Linked DNA regions of Zea mays: region 1 is linked to region 2. A link is a contact called in public Hi-C data. All regions are on one chromosome and are shown on one strand. Each heading gives the region's core, a stretch centred on a gene start, on an enhancer-like site or on the middle of the called end of the contact. The rest is flanking DNA. Distances are from core to core; before and after follow the strand shown.

What was found. A called contact is a pair of places that touch in the nucleus more often than the background predicts.
Region 1: a Hi-C map of ear shows a contact between it and region 2, with 1.9 times the contacts expected there. The contact joins the promoter of LOC100216974 here to the enhancer-like site in region 2. A contact is called at or near these places in 2 of 25 Hi-C or Micro-C datasets (ear and tassel).

Annotation. Positions count from the first base shown.
Region 1 is chr1:236,554,031-236,559,282 of Zm-B73-REFERENCE-NAM-5.0, forward strand. LOC100216974 reads right to left here and starts at 2,004. Exons shown (of 8, transcript NM_001317379.1): 1 at 1,707-2,004. It overlaps LOC100286228 (mitochondrial import inner membrane translocase subunit TIM16), which reads right to left. Exons shown (of 4, transcript NM_001159116.2): 3 at 3,668-3,798; 4 at 3,202-3,574. The coding sequence ends at 3,446.
Region 2 is chr1:235,865,769-235,871,238 of Zm-B73-REFERENCE-NAM-5.0, forward strand. It overlaps LOC100275748, which reads left to right. Exons shown (of 3, transcript NM_001353771.1): 3 at 1,288-1,686. The coding sequence ends at 1,401. Among protein-coding and RNA genes, the nearest start is that of LOC100275748, 3.9 kb to the left of the region's middle. Within about 2 kb of position 3,098, at least 18 of the 20 cell types and tissues checked have an H3K27ac peak or open chromatin away from gene starts, as enhancers often do. A contact at or near this core is called in ear and tassel, where this site is marked.

The sequences.
Region 1 (5,252 bases), core at 754-3,253, 690 kb after region 2:
ATGACCCTACTACCATACCAAGAGGAGGCAGGTCAACGGGAGCCCAGCGAGATCTGGGTGGGGACTGGGGAGGCGTGGAGCTTCGGCGCTGCGACCGGCTCCTGCTGCGTGCGCGCACGAGGTTTCCCATGGTTGATGTGCTGTGCACAGGTGTCAAAGAAACTTCGATCGGCCCCCAGATCCCTGTGCAGTGTGCAGTCCTAATTCCTAGGCCCGGGCCATTTCACGGCGAGAGCAGAAAGCACCGCAGCAGTACCATTTGCAGGTTCCGATTTCTGAAGTAGGGGCCCTTTTTTTTTGCACGCGTTACGAACAGGCATTTCCAAATGCATGGCAGCGGAACTCCGGGACTGACTGACTGTCGGGCCACACAACTCAAAACAGTGGCCATGACTAGTGTCCCCCTCCCAGCGCAGGATGTGGAGAAAGAACAGAGTACTGTTCACAAAGCAGGATGACTGGTGGGGACGGGAGATGTTTTCTTTTTTTCCTTCGCATCTGACGTTTGGTTTCACCCAGCATATCAAATGTTTTAATAATAATTACATATATTAAATATAGTCTAATTATAAAACTAAATTCATAGATAAGGACTAAAAGACGATAGAAATTTATTAAACCTAATTAAGTCGATATTTAATACTCATAATTGATATTCAAATATTTGATATGACACGAAGTCACAAACTAAACTTTGGTTACTTTAGTATTGAAATGGTTTGGAGGGATTGGAGAGTGTATAAATTCCTAATAAATCAAAAAACTATCACAATACATATCAATCCATTTCAATCCCTTTTATTACTAGATTACCTAAACCAAACACCGGCGCCACGCACGCGATGACGTGGTGAGGAATTTGCGCAGACGCACAGAGGCGAACAAAGGGGCTCCTCCTCAGTCAGGCCAGTGCAGCGCTGCCACGTCGGATTATGCACTAGGCAGTGCTTGTGCTGAGTCCCTTCGGTTGGTTTGACTACCAGCTTGGCAACAGTGACGCTTACGACTACCAGCTTGGCAACATCTATTGCATGCCTGTCTATTCAGAAAGCCACCCCTGTCTGTCTAAGGTGGGTTCTAACTTCTAACCAAGATTAAGATTATTCTGTAACTAATAGTATATCAGCCTGACCTAGTTCATACGTGAGGAGCCATTTCGGCCACCAACTCCTCCGCGTTGCTAATTCTGTACTACTCCTTAACACCACTTGCTCTCCAGTCTCCAGCACGCAACACACGGATGCGCACGCTCCGGAAAACATGCGACGCACAAGAATGCGCACGCGCCTTCTCTAAAATTGGCAACGTGTTCTCGAAAAACGGGCGGGGGCCCGAGCTCCTGCGCGTCGATCGTCGGAAACAAGAGCCCGTAAAACTGAAGGCGACGGACGTACGGCGGCGGCCCGTCTCCAGTTTGGAGACGAAGGTGAAATGGGGGCGGACAAGATGTTGCGGCCTGCGGAGATTTTCCTGGTGTGTGTGTGTGTGCACAACGACTCGAACACACGCACGCACGCACCAACGGAATCCTGAATTTCCTGATCCTGTTTACCCCCCGAGAAGGAAAAAAAAAGGATCCCGGTTCTCAACGATCAATCAAAGTAGACAAGCGGCCAAACGTATCGCATCGACGACGAATGAATGGGACGAACAACAGATAGAGGTAAGCCAGCGAGCGATCGGGGGTGGGGGGGAATCGTACGCACCTCTGGGCTCTGGAGGAACCTTTGTTTGTATATTATCTATATATCCTTGATTCTTCCCGGCGAGTCCTCGATGATGGATCGGATCTTCTGGGGAGGAGAGGAAGGAGAACGGGAGAGGCAGACGAGCCGTTCCTCGACTCGCTCCGACTCCGAGGAAGGGGGGTGGCGCGGGTTCTGCTAATTGATTGCCCGTGTGTGTTTGTGAATTGGATTGGAGGAGGAGATGCGTGAGGCCGAAGAAGTCTTCCAGAAAAATGAAAGGAAGGAGGGAGGGGTAGGTGGCGAACAGCTCAAACGCCCGCCGTCGCTCGCATGATCGCGCCGCGTCGCCTTCTCCCCCTCCTCTTGCCTCGCGCTCGCAGTGTAGGACGTGTGGTGTCCCACCCACGAGGCCACGAGGGCCACGGTATGATTCCATCCAGACCAGTGTACACAAGTCCCTAGTCCTACTCTCTGATACATGGGCCCTACCTGGACTGTGTGTGTTTGTGTATTCCCGGGATACGTACATTTATCGTCCGATATATGTAACCCCTACTTGATAATGATAATGATTATACGTATCGTACTCGTATCACTTGCACTTGGACACCTCGGCTGCCTCACCCCAAAGGCCCCAGCTGCTGTTTTAATTAGGGACGCGTACGCTGCTATCCAACCTTGCACTGCAGCCCGGCCCACCAATAGCATCCTGACAAGCGCGATGCACGAACACGGCGGGGTCCGTTCCAGCGATCCCGTCAAATGGAAAGGGAATGAAGGACTTCTCCTTCTGTTCGTACCTCGCAGTAACATCGCTGGATGAAAACGACTGATACTGAATTTTCTGCACGGTTGAACTGGAACAGAAACACGATTGGTGATCCGAAGGGGGCACACCGCACACAACCAGCTATCACTATCAGGCTTCAGTGGACCAGCGAGCATCAGCTGAGGACTGACCACCACCCTTGGGCCTAGGCTAAAGATATACTAGTAGCTGTATAAGAAAAACGATTTTGAACCTGCTGCCGAGTCTCGTAAAATGAAATGTAACAGCGCAATTGGTCAGCCGGACACTGGAACCAGTACCAAACATTTTGGAATCATGCAGAATTCTTCGCCGGATTGATAGGCTGACCACCATTATTTCCTCACAAACGAGGACATGCCCGTTTGGCAGCCTAACAGCAAGGACAGCAAATGTTTCCAACACGCAAGCCGAACCTACATCCCCTCCAATATGTCTCCATCCGACACCCTCAATCAAAAATTCGAAAAGTTCTCCCTCCGTCGCCAATTAAAATTCGTTTTAAATAATTAATAGATTCGTAATACAATTAATAGATTCATAATACAACTAATAGCTCCATAATGCTTGATTTATATATTTTATATATTTCTACATTCATCATCATCTATTTGAGTATAGACATAAACATCAAGAGCTAAAATAAATCATATTTTAGGACGGAGAGAGTAAAAATTATGGATTTCACATCAATGCAGGTAGTATCAAGAATAATGGTTTGGCACAATCATCATATGGCAAAATAACAAAGTTGTAAGCGCCACCGAGCCAGAGCCCAGTGAGACCTTACTGATCAGTCTTACACATGTAGGAGTTTCAGTCGCTGCACACAAAGCTTATTGGTTCCGCATTGCATACTACTGGTACAACAGCAGCGACCGTTGTTGGTATGTACAGTTCTCTTATGAGGGGGAAAAGAATGTCAACAGCAGACTCAAGGGGCGGGATTTCAGTTAGGAGGCTCATCTTGTTTGTTCTTTTGGTACACTGTTTCTAGGCACTCCTTGGCCCGGTGAACCTTCGATTGGAGGTAAAAGCTCCCAGATTTGCCGTTCCTTTCAAACAAGTTATCGTATCGCTGCATAACACATAGTTGTATGTTCGAATTGAAGTGAGAACCGTGCACCCGAATAAAAGCACGTCAAATGAGAAACGGGACAGAAGGGCAGACCTGTACGATCTCTTCCCACGTCGAATTCTCTGAGACACCCAGTATCTGCCTCGCTTCCTGTTCGGTCATTGTTTTGCTTGCTCTACGAATATTGTTTATTGCCTCATGGGCCACACCAGTTTTATTTGCATCTGGCAGAGGTAGGAGGTAACAATATAAGGAGGTGCATGTAGCAATTAAATGAATAGCAAAAAATATCATTCAGAAGGTACTATCCGCCTGTTGTTGACTCAGTGCGTGGAAAGCAATCAAAGCATCAGTGCGATAGCAAGATGACAATGAAAACCACTTCATACAATGTTTCATGCCGCAGAGCCAATCTAACCACTAAGGGGGTGTTTGATTCGAGGAATCGCTTTATCCAAGAAAAGGTGGACAAGGTCACGCCAGCGGGCGTAGCTGGAAGACGGAACCAACAACCAAATGTTCTGGACACTGACCGCTTGAGTATGAAGGTTAGCGATGATAGCAACTTCGTACATTAGGAAAACCAATCATACTCGAGGAAGGAATCAGCGACTACAGCATCCCCAAGTTGTTGCTCATCCTCCACAAGCTATCGAGCAAGAGCATCAGCAGTGGCACGTTCTTGCTCCCAGGCGAGAGTAGCAGCCCACTCGCATTCCCGAGCAACCACAACGGCAGACTTGGTTGCGGCGATGGTAGCAACAAGGGCGGAGCGGGCAATGTTAGAACCTCTTCTAGGGTTTTGGAGTTAGCCCCTTGTAATTACCTTCTCACCCTTGTGTAATGGGCCAGGCCCAACTTCACTTCGTCTATTAATACAAGTCCCAACCCAGGGTTAGGGTTAGGGTTTCCTACATGGTATAGAGCTAGGTTCCATAATTTCAGTTTTTCTCTCCCCTCCTACCTCCCCCCAGCCATCGGCACCCCTCCTCTCCCGCTAGCCAGCTTCTCCCATAGACCACCTTCCCCGACGGCTCACTTCCCCTATGGATCCACCGTTCTCAGCGCCTCCCCTGTCGCCCCGTCCATTGGCGGGCGTGACGCCGCCCTCGGCTATGCAAGCGCGACCGCCTTGGGCACTGCAGGCACGGTCTCAGGGGGCGACATGCGCAGCGTAGCACAGACACGGCCGCCGCCGCTCTTCTCCCCGACCTCGTGCCCGACCTCCTCCACGCCGCGGGCTCCTTCTCGACTGTCGCCCCGCTGTCCCCATCTTGGTACCAGATGGACAACGTGGTCCTCTCGTGGCTTAACGGCACCATCATCGTCGAGCTCTAGGACATCGTCCGCGACCAGGAGACCACCGCTCGCCAGGCGTGGATCACCCTCGAGGAGCAGTTCCTCGGGAACCGGGAGGCTCCGGGACTCCACCTCGACGCGCAGTTTCACCTATTCTCTCAGGGGGACCTCTCCATGAGTGAGTACTACCGCCAAATGAAGGGCATGGCGGACTCCCTCTGTGTGGCCTCAACCCCCGCTATGGCCACCTGAAGGCTCTCATCAAGAGGATCATGCCCTTCCTCACCTTCCACGTCGTCCGCAACAAGTTTCTCCTCGAGGAGCTCGCCACAGAGACTGAGACACCCGCTCCTGCCCCGGCCCTCTATCGCGCCTACCG
Region 2 (5,470 bases), core at 1,848-4,347:
GATTTCTATGTACCACACATTTTCACTTTTCCTTAATCCCATTGTCCAAACCTAACGTCTTTTAATTTGGGACCGAGGGAGTGCAGTTTTAGTGTACAAAAGTTATTTCGCCTTTTTTGTTGTAGTACTTTTAGTAGTCTATTGATTTCGTCGATAATATTAAAAAGGGCGTACCCAGTGTCGTAGGTTTCCCGTATGGTGCGGGGTCTATTGAAGGTTATCTTTAAGTGCCAAGCCTTACCCGCATAATATGCAGAGGGACCTTCCAGTTACAGACAGTAGGCTCTACTGTTGCACCAGGCCCGATTTTATCCAATCAAAATAGGCCTTGTAGAAATGAACTGAGGGAATGATTACATAAGCTAAGCCCATGGACTGGGAAGCAAGGAATACTGACATGCACACAGCTCTGTTCCCTACTTCCCTTTGTTTGGTTGTATTTTTTTATGAATTATAAGTATTGTCTTGAATGATGTTTGTTGTATTTTTTTATGAATTATAAGTATTGTCTTGAATGATTTTTCTGTTGCTGCTTTACTAAAAGGGATTAGAATTTAGTGTTGTATCTGGTAATAATAGCTCTAAAAATTAAATCATGGAGGCTTGGAGCTTGTGAGATTAATGTCTGCTTGTTCCCAAACCAGTGACAGCACAAGATACAAAGAACAAAACCTCAATAGAGTTATGGAAATCCAAAACTACTGCTTGGACACTGCTATGGCATGCATTTTCTCTTACCAGAGGTTTAGACACATCCCACGTGTCAAAGGGTTATCTCATGTTTGTCTAATGAGGAATCATGGCAAGTTATTCAAATTCAACATGCTTATCTGTTACCCTTCTAAAGAAATGTTGCAGTTTTTTTTTATCTTTGTCTAGAACTGTTATCCTATCAATTTTCTTGCATATCAAGATAAACCTTGATATACTGCAAAATTCATAGCGAACTAATTGTCCAAATGAACTGTAAGTATCACATCTGTGGCAGTGAGCATGATCTGTAGAAAAAAAAATGTTATGTGGCCGTAGAACATGTGTATTTAATCTGTCGAAATCTGAAGCTGGACAGTGGTAAGCCTATTAGCATGGTTGTGTTAAGTTTTTTTATGGGGACATAATTACATATGAGCAGTAAGTAGTATCGTTCCCTTTCATAACCCCAGCAGCCGTGGCAGTAAATCAAAACTGTTATCTTCGTAAGTTTTACTTATCTTCCTAATTACGTGTGTTAGCTTTCTTTCTCATGATGAATCTATCCTCGATGTAATAATGTTTCCTGTTGCACAGCCTGGTGAAATTGCCAGTCGAAGAAGCTCAACTGAACTGGCTCATGTATGGAACAAGGCAGTGGACGAGACCCTTGGGCGACTTGTTGTGTACCTTAGTTCGCGTGGGTGGTGATTCAAGCTCCATGTTGAACATGGTAACCGAGGAAGACTCTTTTTCAAGCCACTGATGTGCTCATACTTCCCTGTACCCGGATTGAACATGTTTTTTTTTTTAAAAAAAGAGATACTTCCAATGACCGATTTATCTGAAATTCTGAACCGAGCTGATTGATTCTACCGATGCTTCCCTGAGCAGGTGGATGTTACTTCGAGGTCATTGTTGTAGCCCTGTGAAAGGCAGGACTCGTCTAACTATTTTTTACATATATGTATTGGTAATAAAGAATGTATGTTACTTTGCTGACGTTGCCAACACTTCAATGGAAACTATGGTCGTTCTCTAATGGTCAGTCCATCCCTGGTCACCCTGAGTGTCAGTTCTGCTCTTCCATCTCTAACTAAGGTCTCAGACTGTCATTCACTATACCTGTATATAATCTCAGTCTCCGATTCAGTTTTACTCATCATGACTTCAGCTCCAGGTTTAGGCCCGGTTTGTTTCCCTCCTAAGTTAGATTATGGTGAAAGAGTAGGAGGATTATGGTGAAAGAATAAGAGGGTAAAATATCACTTTAGGATTATAAATAAGCTGAAATAAGATATCTAATCTATCCTTTCACCATAATCTAACTTAAATAATCTAGGAGAAAATAAACACACCCTTAGTACCATTGTGGGCTGGATAAGTTATTAATCTGCAGACTGCAGTAATCCGTTTTCATCAAACACCATGTCTCATCCACTAGTCAATTTGCCTTGAGTTTGTCATGAGCTTGTGGAGACCATTAAAACTTTAGGGTGACCGACCTGAAGCTGCTATCTTTCTGCTGTCCGCAGAGGAACCGACCGTCTTCGTCTCCTTGAGCAGCATGAAGCCATGCGACCTGCCAACCTACGGAGTAGTTTTTTGGCGCACTCATGGAGGCGAACGACGGCCATTGTGAATGTGTGATGCTGAAAATGAAAGTGAAGAGAGAGGCCTAGAGATGGCCAAACGGGCCGCCCGGCCCGGCCCGGCCCGGGCCCGGTGAAGCCCGGCCAAAAACCGGGCCGGGCCTGCTGTGCCAGCGGGCTTAATTTTCTGTCCAAGCCCGGCCTGCAGTGGGCCTAAACGGGCCGGGCCGGCCCGTTTAGCACGAAAAAACGGGCCGAAAAGCGGGCTAAACGGGCCGGTAAGTACGTTTTAGTGTAAAAAAACCGGGCTTAACGGGCTTAGAGGTAAACGGGCCGTGCCGGGCTAGCCCGCCGTGCCTAGTTTCCTGTCCAAGCCCGCCCGCTTATTCTACCGTGCCGGGTTCGGACCGGGCCCAAAAAGCGGGCTTCGTGCCGGGCTCACGGGCCTCGTGCTTTTTGGCCATCTATAGAGAGGCCAAACCAAAGCGAGAGGTACTTTGGTCTGTGCACCGGGAGAGACCAGAAGCGATTCTAGCCTGGACGGTGGTGGTGTGTGTTGGTCTGTGCAACATGGACTTGAACTCAAAGCAAGCTCGAGGAAGGTCAACGGTGCCACTTCTATCTATGGAAAAGTGATGTCCAAATTGCAGAGTCTTGACTGGGACTGGCTGACTCTCCAAAAAGGATAGCGCCCTCCCCCGCTCGGCAGCATCTTGCATCTGGATAATTTCCGGTAGACCCAAACAAAGAGCACCTTGCATTCCATATTTATACAAACAGCCCGGCCCAACTATCTGAGCCCACCTACAGCTACCACACACGACACACGTCGCAAACCAGCCCTGAAGCTACCAGGCTACCAGCACACTACGCTAGGCGTTCGACTTGGGCGCGCCCGCGCCCGTGCCCGCGCCACCGCGCGCCGCCACGACCCGGCGCCGCACCACGGCGTACGCAACGCCGATAGCCACCAGCGCGGCCGCTGCCGCGCCGACGAACACGCCCGCCACCTTGTGGCCGTGGCGCCCGTGCGTATCCACGGGCGCCACGCCCCCTTCTTCCCGGTCGGCCTTGGCCACGCTTGCCGACGATGTTCCTCCTCGGACCGCGGACTCTCTCAGCTGCTGCTGCTGCCCGCGAGGCGCGAGCGCCGGCGCCGGCGCCGGGGCGACGCCGCGATCTCGACGGGCGCGCGCGCTGGGGTGGAAGAAGTCGTAAGCGGCCGGAGACAGCGCGAGCGGGCTCTCGAAGGGGAGCCCGTGCGGGTGCGCCGCGGTGGGCCTCCTCTCCTCGCCGCGCCCGACGGGTAGAGTCGTAATAAGCAGGAGAGCGATCACCGCCACCGCTGCCGGCATTGCGGCGGTCTTTGCCATGGCTCCGGTTAGTGTGAGCGCTTGAATTCTTTGCGCTTATATAGAGGCCGTAGCAGCTAGCTAGCTAGCAAGCAAGCAAACAAAGGTACGGTACGGTGCGTGAGGCTTTGCTTCTACTTCAGCTCTCGTAGTGGCAAGCGAAACAATGATGGCAAGGTGTGAAGAGACGGCATGATGTTTTTACAGGAGCTTTTAGCTCCAGGCGCAGTGCAGGCAGAAGATGACCATACGGAGTGGAGGAGCGCTGCGACAGGGACAGTGAGACACATCCTTGGTCAGTCTTGTACTCTTGATAATTATTCTACTTCATAAAAAAAAATCTTGTTTATTCAGAGTTTCAGACTAGTTAAGGGATCAATCATAGTCAGTCCGACATGTGCTTCAGAGACACCGTTAGTTTGTTATTTTCTTTAAAAGCATGCCTTTGAAGCAACTTTTTGGTTAGTACCTTTTATATGTTCGCTTTCAGTATATTGATGATGGAAACATTCTTTGCCACAGAGGGAATGAATGAGCAAAGCAAAGTGTTTGTTTTGGTGCAGGAATTGTGAAATACCTATGAATTATGATTAGAAGTAACTCACACAGTAGTTCATTCTCGACCTACAAAATCAACAGGAACCATATACGCCAGCACTACTCCTTGGCCCATCCGGCCATGCCGCCCTGCCGCGCCAACACACCGCGCATGATTGCTGCCTGCCTGCCTACCTGCGCTGCGCAGGAGAGCAAAGCCGCGCGCGCGTTCGCGCACCGCCGTCTGCCGTGCCAAACCAATCGATTCGAAGAGCGCCCGCCATCGCCGCAGCCGCCTCGAGCAATTGAACAGGCGTGGCATGCAGCCATGCCCCACGTTGCGTCGCCTTTACTCCTCTATCTTTTTCCAGGCAAAGCCGCGGGGGGCGCATCCCGGGAGGAACATTGCAAACTTGCAGCGCAGCAGAGCAAGGGCTGTCTAGCAGCCAGCAGCATTGCAGCAACACTTCAGAAACACGAAGATACTATATTACTATGAATCTTTCTAAGTGTTGGCTACTGTTCCACTGTTTTTAAAGTTTAGTTTTGTATCACACCAAACATTTAACTATAAATTATGAGTATTAAATATAGGTTTATTAGGTTTAATAAATTCGTCTTGTCTTTTGGTCTTTATTTATGTAATTAGTTTTATAATTAGATTATATTTAGTATCAGTAATTATTATTTAAACATTCAATGTGATAGCCACTAAACTTTAGTTGGGTGGAACCAAACACTTCCCTAAAGTTCTTCACTTTATCAAACAGGATGGACATGAAGAACAAGGATGTCACATTCATGATTTAGGCTATATATACTCATATGCTCTAAGTTTCTACCAAAAAAAATATTTTGGCCTTGTCATCAAAATTATTTACTCTATACTACAATCCTACGTAGTCATGTTTACTCTAAATCTCAACTCTATACCAACCACCATATATTATATTATTTTTTCAATCCTATTTCATCTCACACTCAACTGCATCATGCTGTTGTATTGCTATGCAGGTGGGCCTCCCTTGTTTGTAGTAGGCCGGGTATACACTCTAAAAAATAAAAATAACGTTGGTGGTGGTCTCCCTTAGTTTATAGTTGTTGAATGAGTACATGGTTGCACCGTTGCAGTAACTTTCTACTGCATATTCCACTCTATCTGCGGTGCTGTATGCGATAGCGCTGCTCACTATGAACAACCTAATTTATAAGTATTTTAAGATTTGACACTCTTATCATAATGATATGTGATGCTACTGTGAGTCAGTTAGATCAGGATATCAAATCTTGAGAGGCTTG